2 separate regions of the Mus musculus genome follow, and region 2 is linked to region 1. Evidence: chromatin contacts called from public promoter capture Hi-C data. All regions are on one chromosome and are shown on one strand. Each heading gives the region's core, a stretch centred on a gene start, on an enhancer-like site or on the middle of the called end of the contact. The rest is flanking DNA. Distances are from core to core; before and after follow the strand shown.

Evidence for each region. Promoter capture Hi-C pulls out the DNA fragments that hold promoters and counts their contacts.
Region 2: a promoter capture Hi-C map of liver shows a contact between it and region 1, with 2.3 times the contacts expected there. The contact joins the promoter of Kank4os here to the promoter of Cyp2j9 in region 1. A contact is called at or near these places in 1 of 39 promoter capture datasets (liver) and 1 of 115 datasets of contacts at active chromatin or transcription factors (astrocytes).

Annotation. Positions count from the first base shown.
Region 1 is chr4:96,590,212-96,592,911 of GRCm38.p6, forward strand. Cyp2j9 (cytochrome P450, family 2, subfamily j, polypeptide 9) reads right to left here and starts at 1,274. Exons shown (of 9, transcript NM_028979.2): 1 at 925-1,274. The coding sequence starts at 1,134.
Region 2 is chr4:98,792,361-98,795,060 of GRCm38.p6, forward strand. Kank4os (KN motif and ankyrin repeat domains 4, opposite strand) reads left to right here and starts at 1,408. Exons shown (of 3, transcript NR_040437.1): 1 at 1,408-1,522. All of the region lies in intron 1 of Kank4 (KN motif and ankyrin repeat domains 4), which reads right to left.

The DNA of each region.
Region 1 (2,700 bases), core at 24-2,523:
ATAACAAACACTGAGCAGCTGCTGGGAGGATGATACAAGGATATCCAGGAGATATAAGAAAAGAGCAAAGAGGAATAGAGAGGCAAGTATTTGGAAAGTGTCTAAAAAACACACAGAGAACTCAGAATTTAAAAAAAAAATGGGTGGGAGAACAGAAGGAAAAATATGGGTTTAAATCCTCAAATTAGCAATAAATAATCAGACATAGCCAATCTTCACAAATACTGGAAAGTGACAGGGATGGTCACACATGGCAGAGTATTCACTATCTAAACAGAGAAAATTACTGTAGATAAGAAATATCACGTGGGAAGAGGGTCATAGAGCAGAAAGACCTTCCAGTCCTATACAGGTACTATGTACTCATAACCATTTTTCCAGGACAAGCGGGAGAGCTACAACAACTCAGTGGGAAAACAGGCAGACTTTTAGTGGAGCTGGAAACTTCAGTGCATCTTTCTCTGGATTAGATAAAGTCAGTAGGTGAGCAGTCATCAAAGATGCAAAAGGACCAAACTAGGCTCAATAAGACAAATCAGAGAACTGATATGTACACAGGTCAAGAGGAGAACACACTTTCAAAACAAAACAAAACAAAACTGGATAGGTAGTGTAACCAACATCTGGGACATCCTATTTCTTACTCCAACATAACGTGTTTATGAGGATAAATTATTACGTCATCAAATCTACCTTGACATACTTAAAAGACTTTAAAATCAGAGACAGTAAGTTTTCTGGCCATAAAATCACTCTGGGAATCTTTCATCGACAGATATCAAGAAAATCTACAACTGTTTGTAACCTGTAAGACCTTATCTCTGGGTTAGTGGGCTGTCAGCAACAGCCTTCGGCTACATCCTCGAGTTCCTGATGGCAATATACAGTTTCAGGATGCAGCCAGGCAGTGTTGCCTCTTCCTACCTGCTGAAGGGATAGGTGGGGCTGCTTGGGGTCCAAATGGAACAAGCAACCCACGAAAGGAAGGCGCATTGGCCCTGGCGGGTAGTTCTTGGGGCGACGGTTTTTGAGGAAATCAGCCAGGAACAGAAAGGTGACAGCAGACAGCAGCAAAATCCGGAGATGGAGCGCAGCCCAAATGGCAGCCACTAGGGAGCCGGCTGCCGCAAGCATGGCTGATATCAGAGCAGGCTCTTGGAGGAATGAGAATCTGAACTGAGGCAGTTCCCCAAGGACACTGCCTGTAGTTCCCAGAATGAACCAGGCCTGTGGTTTAAACCCCCAAATCGCTACAGGGCCCCTCCAATCTGTCGCCTGCAGACTCCTCCTCCCTGCTCTATTCACTTCAGCAACTTTGGCCCGCCTTGTTTATCTGCTTCCCTAAGTCTTAACAGAGCTTTGTCTCCAGAGCTCTTTCACTTTTACCCAGTCTTCCTAAGGACCCAAACATCCCCTTGGCCCCGCCTCAAGACTCTCCGTCACGCCCCTCTCCAAGTTCCAAGTCTTAGCCTTTGGAGACTATTCCTTTGGGGGTGGGGAAGCCACTTGAGCATGTATGGACTAGCTAAGAACCTTGCTCATAAACAAAGTATTTCTCTGGTTCTAGGCTTGTGATTTGCATGCAACCCAGAGAGTATCATGTGCATCTGATCTCCCGTTTTATAAACAACCTTTCACCACTGATTGCAATTTTCTGAAACAGGAACAGTATCAGCCCATGTTTCTGGGCTGCACGCCAGGGAGCGCTCTGGCCTCTTTATAAGAGCTCACCAGCTTTGAGTGCTATTCACAGTGAATTAAGTGAATCCACAGATTCTTCACAGAAAGAACACCCTGGTCTTGATTCTCCCCTACCCCCTTTTGTAGTGTTAGAGAACTGAACACCGCAGCCCTTGACCATGCTAAGAAGCCTTTCCATCATCACTTTGCACTCTCCCTCCCTCCCTATTAACTTTTAGGGTTAGTATATAATTTAGTGAATTTGATTAACGGGCACTTTCATGTCCATGTTTTTTCACAAATATTTATGCATATATTTGGCACTTTCCACTCATTCCCTACACTACTGTTGTAGGTCCTGCTCTTCCCCAGATTATCCCCTTCTGCATTTTGGCAGTGTACCTTCCTAAAGATTTGCTCCTTTCCTTCCATGGTTCCATTTCTAGTCCCAGACCCTGACCCCATTTACTCAAACACAGTTTAATCTAGGCTAGTACCGCAGAAAACAAGCTGTCTTCGCCTTTCTGCATCTGGTTTGTTTCATTTTCCATAAAGATCTCCAGCTTGTTCTCTCTCGGCTCTTCCATGAGAATCTCCAAGCACATTTGGTCTCCAGCATGGAACTTTCCACCCTGTGCCACATATAGGAGACCCTTAAGCCACATATCAGGCTAGACATGCATAGGCACTAAACATATAGATATACAGTCTGCTTACAAACTTTTTATTGATTAAAAAAGATAAATTGAAGTTTCTAACTCTCCAAGATCTTAAGAGGGAGACAGAGGAATAAGAAGAGAAACTTAACAAAGCTTAGCTTGTTTGTATTCTTTCAATCCTCTTTTGATTTTTTTCTTTTGTTGAAAACAGATTATTTTCTCATACACTATGCCCAGATGATAATTTCTCCTTCCTCTCTTCTTCTCAGTTTCTCCCAACAGGCCCTTCCCTGTGAATCTACTCTTTGTCTCTCAGGAAAGAACAGGTTTCTAAGAGATAACAAAACAAGACAAAACCTAC
Region 2 (2,700 bases), core at 158-2,657, 2.2 Mb after region 1:
CCTTGGCCACAGTGGCTACCTGTGTCCCTGACCTCTACCACAGACCCCAGAAAGCATGTGATGTGAATTTATGAACAAACACTTTCTCTGTGTTGGGAGAACGCATTTGCTCCAGACCTCTTAACAGGTGGATCTCAGAGGTCGGGGAGGTCCTTCAAGGGTGCACAGTTACAGTTAGAGGTTCTGCGGTACAATAATGCACTGTATATACTATGAGGAAATGGTAAACGGGTAAGCTGAGGTAAACATGGTCATTTCCCTGAGTTTACAACTGCTTGATAAATATACAAATCCTGCTGGCTGGAGGCCTTTAGATGGCTTAATGGGTAAAGGTGCCAGCTGTCAAACCTGACAAACTGTTCCATTTCTATCACCATGCAGTGGAAAGAAAGAGCCAACTCCCACAAGTTGTCCTCTCTCACCACCACCACCATACACACACACACACACACACACACACACACACACACACACACAATTTAAGTATTTTTTAAGAAAAGAAATCAAATACTAGATGTCTCTGTGTTTAAGAGCACTTGCTGAGCAGCCATGACGCTGAGATAACCGAGAGCTGTGCAGATGCTTGTAACTTCAGCCTCACCTTAACTTCAGCTCTGTCTCTAACTCCAGCTCCAAGGGGTCCAAAGCACTCTCCTTTGCACACATGCCTGCACGCCTCCACACACCCACACCTCTCCAAACAGCGGTGTATTCACACAGATACGTGTTCATCTAAGTAAAATAAATCTTAAAAAATAAAATAAACCAGTCAGAAGGAAGTACTAGGCACCCGACAGTGCCACTAATCAACTTGCCTTAGATAGCAGGATAAAGACATATGCAACCGGGCCTAGTGGCACATACATAAAAGCCAGCATTTGGGAGGAGAATCAGAGCTTCAGACCAGACAAGGCTGAAGAACAGAGATATCGTGTATGCACGGGTCTCTCTCTCTCTCTCTCTCTCTCTCTCTCTCTCTCTCTCTCTCTCTCTCCTTTTTGCTTTTTTGTCCTTGTACTATTATTGGATCTCTCTTGGTGGACTAGAAGCTCCTTGACAACAAGAACTAAGCTTTCTCTTGCTCATGTGTGTCACCTGTAGTATTTACGCTCCTGTTTTGTTTTGGACCGGGTCTCATGCAGCCCAGGCTGACGTCAAAGTTGCTATGCACCCAAGGATGAATGGAATACCTAGTCTTCCTCCCAAGTGCTGGTAACATAGACATGTGAGACATGTGTCACCATTCTCAAATTCCCAGGCTCTTAAAGAAGAACCTGGGAATACCACGGAAAGACAATCTAAGCATCACCTGTCAATAAAAACGCCGATGGCCAATGAGCTGAGGCAGGAAGTCGGAGGCGGGACACTGGCAGGAAGAGAAAGGATTCTGGGATATAGTGAGAGGATAAAAGGAGAGGGACAGACAGGAGATGGACCAAGAAGACAGACTGAAGAGACAGATGTAAACCAGCAGGGAGATTCTGAGAAGTGAAAGAAGAAGCGGGCCGGAACTGAAGGAGAGGTAACTAACCACATGGTAGACGTAGACTAAATTCAATGGGTTAAGTAAGTTGTGAGCTTGTCAAGGAATGAGCCAAAGCTTATGGCCTAGGCATTTAATAATACATATGTAGCCTCAGAGTCCTCATTCTGGGAACCAGGCCTGGGGAAGAAGAAAGCGATTAAAATTATTTCTACACACCCTACTTCTAAAATCTATAATTCTCAGAGCAAAGACCTAGTCCCGTGGCCAAGGGTAAGAGTTTCCAAGATAGCACTAAAGAGAACCCAAATTCTGATTCTTAAAGTAAGTAACACAGTAATATGATTTTATCGGCATAAGGAATTAGGAACAAAACATGTGAATCAATTAAGTATTGGCATTAATAAAGAAAAATTGGCAGGGCAGCGCTGGTGTATGCCTTTAATCCCAGCAGTTAGAGAGGCAGGCTTTCTCTGTGTTTGAGCTAGCCTGATCGACAGTGAGTTCTAGGACAGCCAGGGCTACACAGAGAAACCCTGTCTGTCCTAGAAAAACAGAAGAAAAAAAAATGTCTGTTGCAAGGGTGCTAAGAACATTGTCTATTCTGCAGAGAAGAGTGACCTCCGCCACCTCCAAACAGTACTTCAGAACTCAGGGCACGGTCTGGAATTCCTGCCAGTCTCAAAGAGGACGTTTGTTATTAGTGCAGAAGACATTTGTGCTTTTCCCAGGGAGTCAGGACTTTGTGAACTCCTGTCCTATGCCCAGGACTCCCTCCTTAGGAACCCCGAGTCTCCAAGGTTGGCTTCACTTAGGACCCAGCCAAGCAGTATCAGGGACAGCAAGGCCTGAAAGTCAGTGCCCTTGAGGACAGACTCCTGGGGAGTGGCTCTGGGAGGCCAGTGGAATGCCATCCTCCTGCAGGACACCCTTTTAGGAACTCCTCTCCTGCAAGCTTGCTAGGAAGGGTTAAAAGTTCGCAACTATGACCCTCACCCGCTATAACACTTGGATATGAGACTTTTTTTTTTAAAAACTTCTGTTACTCATAAAATCATTGTTGGGAATCTGTGTTGATCACTCTCTTGAGTATTAGCTTTATTACCACTTTATTTTCCTCTTCCACTTTAACCCTTTATTACCATTCCCATCCCCGGTGGAACATGGGAGTGAGTGGACTCAGTAGACCACGAGGATTTTTGCTCCAACGCTGTGGA